2 separate regions of the Mus musculus genome follow, and region 1 is linked to region 2. The links are chromatin contacts, called in public promoter capture Hi-C maps. All regions are on one chromosome and are shown on one strand. Each heading gives the region's core, a stretch centred on a gene start, on an enhancer-like site or on the middle of the called end of the contact. The rest is flanking DNA. Distances are from core to core; before and after follow the strand shown. Region 1 overlaps Eif2ak3 (eukaryotic translation initiation factor 2 alpha kinase 3). Region 2 holds the start of Rpia (ribose 5-phosphate isomerase A).

Evidence for each region. Promoter capture Hi-C pulls out the DNA fragments that hold promoters and counts their contacts.
Region 1: a promoter capture Hi-C map of stem cell-derived epiblast-like cells shows a contact between it and region 2, with 3 times the contacts expected there. The contact joins the enhancer-like site here to the promoter of Rpia in region 2. A contact is called at or near these places in 20 of 39 promoter capture datasets (the 3T3-L1 cell line, 3T3-L1-derived adipocytes, the C10 cell line and 13 more), 6 of 15 datasets of contacts at CTCF or cohesin (the G1E-ER4 cell line, the NIH/3T3 cell line, embryonic stem cells and 1 more), 93 of 484 Hi-C or Micro-C datasets (the AML12 cell line, B cells, the C3H10T1/2 cell line and 62 more), 24 of 115 datasets of contacts at active chromatin or transcription factors (the 230-238 cell line, CD8 T cells, DN3 thymocytes and 16 more) and 4 of 9 other capture datasets (adipose tissue, embryonic stem cells, liver and 1 more).

The regions. Positions count from the first base shown.
Region 1 is chr6:70,896,389-70,902,766 of GRCm38.p6, forward strand. Eif2ak3 (eukaryotic translation initiation factor 2 alpha kinase 3) reads left to right here. Exons shown (of 17, transcript NM_010121.3): 14 at 528-695; 15 at 3,844-3,945; 16 at 5,017-5,079. Among named protein-coding and RNA genes, the nearest start is that of Tex37, 19 kb to the right of the region's middle. Within about 2 kb of position 3,348, at least 9 of the 459 cell types and tissues checked have an H3K27ac peak or open chromatin away from gene starts, as enhancers often do. A contact at or near this core is called in differentiating embryonic stem cells, embryonic stem cells and stem cell-derived epiblast-like cells, where this site is marked.
Region 2 is chr6:70,787,083-70,793,573 of GRCm38.p6, forward strand. It overlaps Rpia (ribose 5-phosphate isomerase A), which reads right to left and starts at 5,093. Exons shown (of 9, transcript NM_009075.2): 1 at 4,804-5,093. The coding sequence starts at 5,067.

The DNA of each region.
Region 1 (6,378 bases), core at 2,098-4,597, 110 kb after region 2:
TATTTATTCTGGCAGTGTTGGAAGCAGGATGAGGTTTGATCTTGTGAGCTAAATGGCTTTTCTTTCAGTGATGAGGGAAAGTGACAGATTTCCTATATGGGACCTGAAGTCGGAGGAGTGCATGTGACATTTGGTTAGCTACATGTAATATGTGAGTTCAAGTGGGAATTTAGAACTCGGGCCAGAGGCTAGGTGTAACTCTTAGTATTGGGAGCTGAGGGATTTAGAAGCAAGGTAGAACACCAGTCATGAGTTCTGATTCCCCTGATAAGTTGCCCCCACCCTCGGACACAGACCAGGTGATGGGCGTGTTACATTCTTTAGATGGTCAGGTGGTCTCGAATATGCACTTCTCTCTCTCTCTCTCTCTGTCTCTCTCTCTCTCTCTCTCTTCACAGGACAGCAGCACCTTTTAGAGAGTCATATCCTCTTTATTTCTTTTCTAAAAATCATATAATTCTTTTGGCTTTTTCTCCCTTCTCTGTATATACTCACTGTGCTTTTTATTATTATTATTATTTTCCCAGCCTTCCAACATATTCTTCACAATGGATGATGTGGTCAAGGTTGGGGACTTTGGACTGGTGACTGCTATGGACCAAGATGAAGAAGAGCAGACTGTACTGACTCCAATGCCAGCCTATGCTACGCACACGGGACAAGTAGGGACCAAGCTATACATGAGCCCAGAGCAGGTGAGTCTTTCCGACTTTAGATAGTTAGGCAGTGCCTAATGAGGCTTTTCCCATGGTCTTGGTACAGTGCCCAGCCATACATAGCCTGAAAATTATGAAAGCAATTCTGCCCCAGTGAGAAAATACAACCATGAAACATGCTGTCACCTCTGAACCAGACCTAAAAAGAGACTTTGAGAGCCACACATTGTGGCTCATGGCAGTAATGCAAGGAGTCGGGAGGCTGGAGCAGGAGGATTGCCATGAGTTCAGATCCAGCCTAGGTTACAAAATGAGGCCTGTCTCAAAAACCCAAAGAGAAAAAAAGATGGGATGTGGGTAAGGAAACACACAGATCACGTAACACATCGACAGTGTGTTAATAAAGAAATGAAAAATACTGAAATTTATAGAAGTTTTCAAATTTCTATTTGGACTTAAGTGTGTTTCTGTTTGTTCTGGTTCTGAGGCAGGGTCTCTTGTAGCTTGGCCCTTGAACCCTCCACCCCCTGCTTCTGTTTCATACCTTTGTTTGTTATGTGAGACTTCTCTGCTTCTCTGCGTAAGAATGGTTGTGGGTTTTGCTCAGGGGGAGGAGAGGAGCCACAGGGTAGCAAGCAAACCTACAATAAAACAGCATCTCCAGATTGATTTTAATAGTTTAAAATAAAAGCAATTAAGTTTCTCTAGCAAATCTACTTAAGAGGAAGAGAAAAAAAATTAAAAGGTTGCTGCAGAGATTTAGGAGTCACAGAGAAAGAGAGAAATCAGGTGGCCTAAGTAATTGGGTTGGCTTTCTCAGTGATGGAGTTAAGACTTAGTGAAGGAAAAATAAAAATGTTCTAAGTAGGCAGAGGCAGGCGGATTTCTGAGTTTGAGGCCAGCCTGGTCTACAGTGTGAGTTCCAGGACCGCCAGGCTACACAGAGAAGCCCTGTCTCAGGGGGAAAAAAATAGATTCAAACCATTATTTTCCTTGAAAACTACTTCTAACTACATTATGCAGTGCATAGTGATTAAAATACAACTAGAATTCCCATTTCCCAACCCCATCTCAAACCAGGGATCTGCAGTCTCAACTTTTTTTTTTCCTTTTCTTTTCTTTTTTTTTTGAGACAGGGTTACTCTGTGTAGCCCTGGCTGTCCTGGAACTCACTTTGTAGACCAGGCTGGCCTCGAACTCACAGACATCCAGCTGCCTCTGCCTCCTGAGTGCTGGGATTAAAGGCGTGTGCTAGCACTTGCTTTCACTTTTAACAAAGTTCACCTTTTCGGCCTTCAGATGTAGTTGGTGCCAGGCATACTCTAGCTACTGCCTGTCCTGCTGCCCTCTCGTGGGATACGCAACGAACTGCTCTTCAAAGCTCAATAAAAGGTCTCTTCAAGTAGCTCAGTCTCCACAAATTCATGCAATCAAAATAAATATGTGGGGGCTGGGGAGATGGCTTAGCCATTGAGAGCACTGGCTGCTCTTCCAAAGGACCCTGGTTCAATTCCCAGCATCTGCATGGCAGCTTACAGCTATAACTCCAATTCCAGGGTATCTGACACAAACACACATGCAGGCAAAACACCAATGAACATAAAATAAAAATCCAAAACTTTTAAGTCTCAATTTTTACAATCCAGTAACATGTTAATAATTCTTTCTCCTTATATATTAATCTTTCTTCTTTAAAAGGAATGGGAAAATATAGGAATATATAATAAAGAAAAAGGCGTTTACCAAAAATAAGTATAAAATTTCCAGCTGTGTACATGCATGCACACATATCTTATATGTAAATATATCTTTTTATATCTTTTAATATTATATATAAATTGTTATGTTGGAAACCAAAGTTGGAATTTTGTTTCATAGTTTTCGATCAGTATTCACATGTGACCATTCATGAGTTCTTGGACATCCTCAGACAGATGTGAAACATACATGCAGTTCAGATTGCTCAATGTTTGTTTTGAACACTAAAGTTAATGTCAGTTTTGCTGGGAGGCCAGTCACTTGGATAATTGGCCCAGCATCTCTGTTACATCTTCATCGACTCTGCCATGGACAGGATTCCATTCATTCAACTGTGAATGAGTCAGTTTACATTGCCCAAATATTGTATGAGGGTATCTTTTTCCCCCGTACCTATGTTGCCAGTGTCCTTGGACATTTTCTTTGAAGGCTTCCCAAGCCACAGAGGGAGGCAAGGGACAGTGCTATAGGTTGCAGTAATCACTTTAGATCATAGTATGGTGGGTACATACCTGATACAGTCAGTGGAACTTTGCACCTGCTATTTTGTGAGCAGAAGCCAGCCTGCATAGAAGGAACCAAAGAGGCAGATAGCTAGAGTGATGTGGAGGAGAGGGGGTGATGGCCTCCGTCCTGTCACCTGTTTCCTCTCCCCCTCCCCCTGGTACAGCAGTTTTGAGGTGAGCCAGTTCCAGGGCTGTTTACCTGTAGTCAAGTAACTGGCCTAAGGAAATGTTCATAAATAAAAGGGCTCTCCCAAGGCTCCAGGACTTCGCTTTGCATTTGAATGGGGCTTTCCTTAATAGAGCAGAGCAGATGTGATTCTTTGCCCTGTGGTATCAGGTATTTATTGAGGGCCTGCTCTGTACTTAGCCCAGTGCTGAATGATGGGAAGGGAACACAAAAGCAGCAGGTCTCTTCCCTGCCAGGACTGGGAAGGCACAAAAAATATGCACATGAAAAATAGGGCTGTGCATGCAGAGCAGTCTGCAATTAAGTGCGTAATGAAGGCTCCCCGGTTGATTAGTGGCTTGCAGTAATGACCGACTTCAGGACTCCGGTGATTAGAAATGAGATTGGCTTCAGATAGTGTCGCTTTGAAAAGCTTCACCTCAGGGGGCCTGAGCGGCCCTTACAGACTCCAGAGCACCAGGCTCCGAGTTTCTGCCCTTCGTGCTGATGCATATCTCTCTGGAGCCTTACCTGGGCTTTCCCTCTGTGATGCTTAGTGCTGTAATTACACCTGCCCACATCGAAAGAGGGCAGGAGAGGGACTTAGAGATTAACTCTTTGCTCATACCCAGAGGTAACTGAATCAGCTCAGGGCCCGTGATGCTGCGTAGGAACTGAGCCATCTCTGTGTGAATACTCTAATGATATGCTCCCTCTGGGGCAATTTTTTTTTTAACATATCTTTATGCTATTTCAGATTCATGGAAACAACTACTCCCATAAAGTGGACATCTTCTCTTTAGGCTTGATTCTGTTTGAACTCCTCTACCCATTCAGCACCCAGATGGAACGAGTCCGGGTAAGTGCGTCTCAGGCACCCATGAGGACGGGCAGAGGGATTACTTACAATTTACAAGAGTTTTTTGGTGGTTACGTTTCTTCTTTTTTAAACTTTTAACTACGCATGTGTGCGCGTGCGGTTGTGTGAGAGTGCAGGTATGCCCTGATGTCGGAGGCTTCAGATGCCCCTGGAGTGGAGTTGCATGCAGTTCTAAGCTGCACAGCTGAACTCTCCAGCGCCATTAAGTTTATTCTCGATGCCATTAGACAGTTAAACTAGGAGCAAAAGGGACCCAGTGAGCAACAGGATTATTCTAGATGTTCTGTTGGTATCAGTTCATCATCACCTTAACAGTAGTTTGCATTTGGCAACCTTGTGACCACTGCAGAGCCAGAGGGAGCTGGGAGGGTAACGTGAGTGAGGGCAGGAAATAGTGCCAGTTGGATGGAGGAAACCCTATGGAGGACAAGTGGTCATGCAGTCACAGACAGATGCTGGCAGATGGCACACGGCTAGGTTTTCCAAACATCATGACCGTAGGTTTTCAGTCAGACAGTACTAGTTGGGTATGGTACTGCAACCTTTAATCCCAGCACTTGGGAGGCGAAGACAGGGCAGATCTCTGTGTGTTGGAGGCTGGCTTGGTAAACAGAGCAGGTTCCAGGCCAGTCAAGGCTACCAGCTACCGAGTGAGCTCTGTCTAAGCAAAATAAGAGATCCACTCAAGCAAAGAATCAAGAATCAAATTTGTGGATTAATCAGTTCATCAAAGACACTGGGAAGAAAGTGAAAAGTTTGGGGCTAGAGAGAAGGCACAGAAAGCCCTTGCTGTTCATTCAGAGGACAGGAGTTCAGTTCCCAGCATCTACATATGGCAAGCAGTTCACAGTTGCTTGTACTCCAGGGACTAATACCTGGGCTGCCTGGGTGCACATGCATACACACACAGGCATGAGCACATAGGCACATTAATAAAAATAAGGAAAGGGAAAAGACAGGCTGGGGTGTTGTCAGTGTACTTATCTAGCATGTGTGAGAAGTGGACATACGACAAAATAAAGCTAAAAGATTAACTTTCTTTCTTTCTAGATTTTAACTGATGTCAGAAATCTCAAGTTTCCTCTACTGTTCACTCAGAAATATCCCCAAGAGGTATGGATAATTTTCAGCTCTTTCTCTAAAATCATCACATTAAGTGCTTAAATTGTTCTTAAGACACCCTGAAACACAAAGGGTCCTTAGCAGTCAATTGGTCAGCTTTGCCTTTTCAGGTGAGACACCCAACATTCTAGATCAATGGCTCGCAACGCCTTTAGACCTAAACAGTTTTCACAGGGGTTGACTAAGATCATTAGAAAACACAGGTATTTACATTATGATTCATAACTGTAGCATAATTAAAGTTATGAAGTAGCAACAAAATAACCTTATGGATGGGGGTCACCACAGCATGGGGAACTGTATGTTAAAGGGTCATAGCATTAGGAAGGCCGAGAGCACTGATCTAGGAGACCAGGTTGTTAGGACTGCCCTGAACCCAGTGGCCTGCAGAGGTCAGGCTGCACCGCCACCTTCCCTGAGGCTGACTTCATAAAGCCCCTCACAGGAGCAGTCTATGTTAACTCCGTGCTGGGATTTGGTCTGAGAGCTCTAAAAATGGCTTATTCTTAAGCAGAGGGAGGCTCCAGGTGCTCTTCAGGCCACACGGGAGGTGGTTTAGGAGATTGGTAGATTAAGCTGGTCCTCGGGTTAAAAAGACATTGTAACATCATTTCTTTTTGTAACTTATTCCTATAGTGTGTGGAGGTCTAAAGCTTAGCACTTTAATGCTTACACATTGATAAATCTTGGCTTTAGAAATGCTTTATTGAGATTATTGTAAATTCACGTGTATTTGTAAAATGAATCTACATTTAAAATCAGGTGACATCTATGCCTCAGGGATGTGATTCTAAAACCTTTCATTTCATTTCATTATAAAAGGCTTTTTACACCCAGATAGCCTCTGTACATTTGCAGCAAAGCTAACGGGCTAAATTCAGCCTGCTGCCTATTTGTAAATTTGTTTGTTTGTTTATTATAGGGGGCGTGTGTGTGTGTGTGTGTGTGTGTGTGTGTGTGTGTGTGTGCGCGCGCGCACGCGCGCGCACAAGCCTGTGCATGTATAGGTGGTATATGCATGTGTGCCTGTGAGGCCCTGCAGAGACCAGGGGAGGAGCAGGTGCCCTGCTGTCAACTCTCCACCTTATTCCTAATTCTCTCACTGAACCTGGAACTCAGCTCGCAGGCAACAAGTCCTAGTGGTCCTCCTGTCTCTGCCTTCTACAATGCTAAATAATATGTGTGCAGGCATGACCACTTTTGTGTGTGTGTGCGTGTGTGTGTTAGGGACGCAAACTTGGGTCCTCAACAAGCATTCTTACCCACTGAGCCACTTCCATGGCCCTTGCT
Region 2 (6,491 bases), core at 3,843-6,342:
CAGCATTAAGAAGGTGGAGAAACAATGGCCTAGAAGACCCACACTTGCCTTCCACCAAGAACTTATACCAACAAGACCTACATATCTTAATAAGCCAAATTTCACAACCATCCCTATTACCTAGAGACCCACTAGCTCACTTGCAACAATGCAAGAAAAAAACTGAAGATTTTGAAGTAAGCCAAGATTAATAGATTCCTTCAATAGAATTGTAGCACCTGCCTGTATTATGCAATCCTACAAGAATGTGTGCAATTTTACAGCTCTGTAAAGACTGACCTCAACCTGTAGAAAACTGTTAGTATATCTTGTCCATAAAGTTTAATTCACTGTGTTCTATGAAATGCAACTCATCATTACCCTATATTTATTATACAATAAATTTTAGTCCTTAAAAATTCATTTCATTTTATTCACATCCCATTAATTTAATATGTTGAATAAAATATTGATATAAGAACAGCTAATGTCCTTATCATGTTACCTTACAAAGAAAACCCTATCTACCACACACATACACACACAACCTCACTTTAAACAATTCAAGGAGTTAGATTGCTGAAAGAACACAGTTTCTCAAATTTCTTGGAGTGGGACAACTATTAGCAATTCACTTGGCAAGGGAAAGGCTATTGTGAAACTTCGTAGGAGGAAGAAACTAAGCCACAGTTAAAACCCCCAGTAATGTGCAAGGGTGGCCCCACGGCTCCAGGGCCCAGCATCCCATGCCTCATTTGTTCCTTCTCAAAATTAGACTAAATCTAAAACTAAAAGACAGAAAGAATGACCAACAACTACAAGGAGTTTAGAAATGTAAACAAATTAAATCCTGATGGCAATCACACGTAACACTAAAAATGTTTCTAGCTGGGCCTCTCCTACCTACAGCAGACTTTGCCCATCATTGTCTGTGGGCTTCTGTGGAGGGTGGGTGGGGGGCTCTTTTCAGATTATTGCATAAGGAAGTTCACAAGGCAATGTTAAAGGCAGTAAATGGTAGCACTGTGCAAGCTGTGGGGTTTTTAAAAAAGGGACAGAGGGAAACTGTACTTTTGCAAGGAAATCCTCACTTAAGCTTTAGAAAGTCACAGGCACTTTTTGTTTGTTTGTTTTTGTTTTTGTTTCGAGACAGGATTTCTCTGTATAGCCCTGGCTGTCCTGGAACTCACTCTGTAGACCAGGCTGGCCTCAAACTCAGAAATCCACCTGTCTCTGCCTCCCAAGTGCTGGGATTAAAGGCATGCGCCACCACACCCGGCAAGTCTCAGGCACTTAAACCCAGGGATTTAAGGCAGTCATTCTTGGCCAATCCAGTCTGTCAGGAACTGGCCTGCAGTCTTGCCTGTTCACCAAGTAGCTGGGTTGACTCCACCTGCCAGAGCCTTGACATTATCGCTGTGGGCAAACTTCTTGCTGCCTTCACAATTGTATCTTGATCAGCAGCAGCTCCCAGGACAACAGACTGAGGGGCTTCCTGAGGTTTCTGTTGAATTCTTGTAGAGATCGAATTCTCAATGCTGACAGCAAACAGGCCATCACCCTTACTTGCACCAGCAAACGGGTGGAAGACAGGAGGTTCTGGCTACAGAACACATGGTAGGATTTCTTTACCAACAGACACAGCCTGCACAGGTGGCTGCAGGAGAGGGATGAGCACTAGGAAGGGAGGGCACTCAATGTCTGTGTGTTGTTTGCTTGTTTATTGAAATAAGAGAGTCTCACTGGGTACTCCTGGCTGCCTTGGAACTATGTAGACCAGGATGGCCTCAAACTCAAGAGATCTGCCTGCCTCTGCTATCAAGTAATGGGATTAAAGGTGTACACCACACCCAGCAATTTGCGTTTTAAACCTGGTAGAAGCCATCACACCCAGCAATTTATGTGTCTTTTAATCTGGTAGAAGCCCAGGTTAACATATTCTTCCAAACTCACCAAATAAACCAAGAGGCTCAGCCTACCTACCAGAGCCAACTTTACCGATTTCACCTGCCAGGATGCCATCGAGAAGGCAGTGCACCTAATAAAGTCATCAGCTGTCCCACGAACTCAAAATGCAAGGGAGTCAAATAAAGGAACCTAACAAAGTATTTAAGACAGCTAAATATCAAGATGTGAAGTATCCAAATAATAGTGAACACCTCCATTTCTTAAAGCCTAGGTAAACGTAACCTGACCTTCACATTTGACCTGAGGCCAAATCTGATTACCAGACTCCTCTTTAGCTCACATCAGTCCTAGGAGGCATGTAGCACAAAGGTCAACTCAGTACATCAGACAGGCTCTATTCTAGATGAACTGCAGGGTCTGCCAGATCTTGCCACCTTCAAACAAAATAACAGGTCCGGGAGTGAGTGCCATAGCCAAAGCCAAATTGGTGAATCGCTACCTGCAAACTGGCCTGACAGCTGATAACCCTCCTAAAAGGCAATGCTAAACAGCATGCTATCAAGTCCAATGTGGTAATCTCATGACTCTATAAGGCTGGCTTCGATGGGCTAAGGCTCTTGGTGTATTTGGTGAGTTTGGAATAGTATGTCAGTAAAACAGGCTTCTACCAGATTAAAAACACAAAAACTGCCAAGTATGGTGATGTATCCCTTTAATCCTAGCATTAGAAAGGCAGAGGCAGGCAGATCTCTGTGAGTTTGAAGCCAGCCAAGTCTACATAGTAAATCCCAGGGCAGTCAAAAATACCTAATAAGACTCTGTCTCAAAAAAAAAAATACTAATAATAATATTAATACTGTCTGCCCACTAGTTTCCTCAGGCTAAGCCAATCTCAAATCAAAGCCCAGGCTCCACAGAGAGCAAAGGATGAAGAAACAAACCATGAAGATAGCAGAGCTGTATACACTAACCCTTCTGAGGTAACTACACCTTTAGAATCAGGCAGGTCTGGACCTGGTGACAAAGATTCAACTGAGAATTCTGAGTTCTCCATCTACCCTGGAGTAGAAGTAGCCACGGTGGAACACCAGCGGGCTGAGGGGACTGGAAACCCCACACTCAGAGAGCCTACGAAAGGGCCACCAAACCCACAACCCCCAACGTCCATATCAGTGTTCCCACTCCACACAACTTACTGACCACTGCCTAGGCAGCCCTCACTGTACCCAATGCTGAATGTATAGATAGCACTAAGTCTCCTCCCACAGCTCACAGGGACTTGGGCAAGAGAAACGCACAGAAAAACTAGAACATAGGTCACGCTGAAGTGTCTGGGAGTCCAGATCAGAGGGAGCTGGGTGTGCCACCTACCTATAATGCCAGCCCTTGGGAGGCAGAATCAAGTGGGTAAAGCTGAGTGGTGATACACACCTTTAATCCCGGCACTCGGACAGAAGCAGGTAGATTTCAAAGCTAGCACAGTCCACATATCAAGTTCCTCCCTTGAGATGTGCTAGCCAGCCAGTCAGAGGGGAAGGGAGGGTTTCAAAGCCAACCTGAGTTTCAAAATAGGAAGAGGAAATCGTTGTCTCCTAGTCTCCTTAAGAAAAAAGCCAAGGGAAAACTGAAAGTAGTAAAGTCCTTTGAATATGGCTGGAACATGAGGGGAAGGCTTGCAGATTTTAATTTAGTCAAATACATAACGATAAGGCAAAGGTCAAGGAGACGTGTACCACTAAACATTAACAGGATAACTAAGATAATGGGCTCTCCTGAGGTATGGATTTCATTTATCAATCTATTAAGTCACTTCACAAAGGCATTTTGAAATCTCTCTTTACTGTCCCAGTTTTACCCCTGTGGCACTGTGTTCCAAACACAGAGCCAAATTACACATTTTAAATTCATATTCATACCTCACACCTCTTAATTCAAGTATAAAATCCTATGCTAACTAGATGAGCAAAAAGCTACCCTAGAACAGAAGGGCATAAGAGCCCTGCCTGAAACAAAAATGGTGTTCTTCTATAGAACAGGCAAGCCTGAGGTTATCAGACCCGGCCCCGCCCACTCAGGCCACCCTCACCCTAGGCAGGAAGATAAAGCTCTAAGAACAGTGTCTTTGCAAAGTAACTTTGGGCAGCATAGCTTTAACAAGTGAAAAGAATTCCCTTTAACGAAGATACGGATTCTGATAACGCGATCTAAGAAATAGAAAACAAGACCAGGAAACTTCACCACAGGGCAACAGAAGTAATACAATTAAGATAATTAACCTGCTACATACGGGATAGCAAACCCACCTACACTAAGAGTCCACTCAGAGCACCACACCAGCCACTTAACAAATGTGGACACAGCCTTACTAACTTCAAAACATCTGGACCCCTCCTAAAAAGCAGCACCTCCAGATGTCTGGCCACCCGGCCCTGTCAACAGTAACCTGATGGCTTCTTTGTAAAGACAGCACTCTAGCTCCTCAGCGGGAGGAGCTGAAAAGCCTGTTTGGAGTAAAATTTCAAAACACTTTGCAAAACAGCCCTCCGCTGGCTTCGCGGTAAGTGAGAAGTGAAGAACAGCAGCCTCGGGGCTCACCATTTTCAATGGGCTGATTAGGAGGCACGCATTAACAGCCTGACAAGACTCTAAAACAGAGCACAGCCAGGCTCTACTGTGCACCCAGTTCCAGCCGGACAGGGAATCTTTGTAGAAAAGGCTCCAGTTGGGGGAAGAGTTGACACCCACCCATTCGGGGTCTAGAAGGCCTTTCAAGGGTTGGGAAGAACAGCGCGAATTCGGGTACAAGGCTCATCCTCTCCCCTCTCTCGCAACCCTCGCCCTTTCAGGAGTCAGGCGCACCCTGGCAGTGCCCTGGGCGCGCAGCACGAAGCCATCACGCCGTCACCAGCTGCCCACCTTCACGTGGTTCTCCACCGCCGTGTGGCTCGCCAGCTTCTTAGCCTCCTCGGCCTTGGACATCGTGGAGGGGGCCGGGCCGCCCGCGCTCGAGCCTCCCTTGTCGCCGCGGGTCTCCGAATGTGCACGCCCCGGCAACTGCACGTGGGAACCCGAGAGGCCCCAGTTGTTCCCGCCCCCGCCCGAGGCCGCGCCCCCGGCCCGCCCGGGCAGTGGGGCCAGGACCCGCCCGTAGAGGGTGCTGAAGGGCCCGGGGCGCTGCATCCCGCCGCCTCGCTCCAGCCTCTCCGGCCGCCCCACCCCCAACTCCTCCGGAAACCCGCTCGCTTGCGCAACCTGCCCCGCGCGTATTACTAAATGCGTGTTGCTGGGAAATGTAGTCCTACGGCGACAGTGGTTCCTAGGCCCTTCTGCATTCGGGACTACAAGTCCCACAATACGATCGACCCTAGTGTGCAAATCGCCCGCCTTGACTCCAGACTTTCTGTCCGGAAGGTCCGGGTAACTGCTGTCTAGGAAGCTAATAACTCCCTACCTTGGGGTCAAGTGTTTACACCTTTAGGTGAACTCCAAGAACCTTTCCGGCTGTACGCGTATTCTAGAAAAAGAGAGAGACACTATTAAAAACCTGACCTTGTTTGCCCAGCAAATGAGAACGTTGCTGTGTTGTAAGCGAATCCTCAGGCAAGTGGTTCTACCAACACAACGGCCTTTTTTTAAAAAAAATCTTTTAATTACATTGTATTATTTAGGTTGTGCTTGTGGAGGCCAAAGAACAACTTGCAGAAGTCCGTTATCTGACCGTCTTGGTAGTGTCAGTCAGTACTTTACCGGCAGAGCCATCTTCTTACAGTGCTCTAGAGTCACTCATTGATGACACACTTGGGACTCCCAGGTCTTCTGATGTCTGTGCTAGACCTTCACAAACCCAAGGTTACAAGTTCAATCAGTAACTCCCGCCTTGGACATTGTTCTGCTCTTGGTATTGGATGCAGGGTGTCTAAATGGAGCCCGGTCACGAGCGCACAGGCCAGTGTACCTTATCGGGCTTCCCCTTTTCTGCCTTTAGTTTGCTGCAAGTTCTTGGTCTCATTCAGCAGTCCCAGTGGCCTGAACTCACTGTAGAGTTCAGTCCAGGCTGGCCTGGAACTTGGAGCATTTTTCCTGATATGGGATTACATCACCAAATAGGTCTGGAAGTCCTTTTTGTTGTTTTGTTTGTGTGTTTTGAGACAGGATCTCTCTTTGCAACCATGGCTGTCCAGGAACTCTGTAGACCAAGATGCCCTTGAACTCACCGAGATCAGCCTGACTTTCCTTCCCCAGAGCAGAGGTTAACGGTGTGTGCCTGCAAAAGGCATGTGCCAGCAACCCCCAAGAGCTAGAATGTTCCAGGAACCCTTAGGAACAATAAAGACCGGTCACAATGCTTTTTTGCAACTTTTATAACCTGAGTTTTATCTTTATCAGACTGTAATCCTGCCCAAGGCACTCAGAAACCACTCGATAGTCTCCTTTACCAAAAAAAAAAAAAAAAAGAAGAAGAAAATTCTTCAGCCACCATTACAAATGTAACTTCAGGACCCACCATAATCAGGTGTGCCGCTATTGATTGGACACTTACATGAGACTCCCTCTTGAGGAGACCACATCCATACAAGGGTAGTATCGTAGAATTATTATTGTTG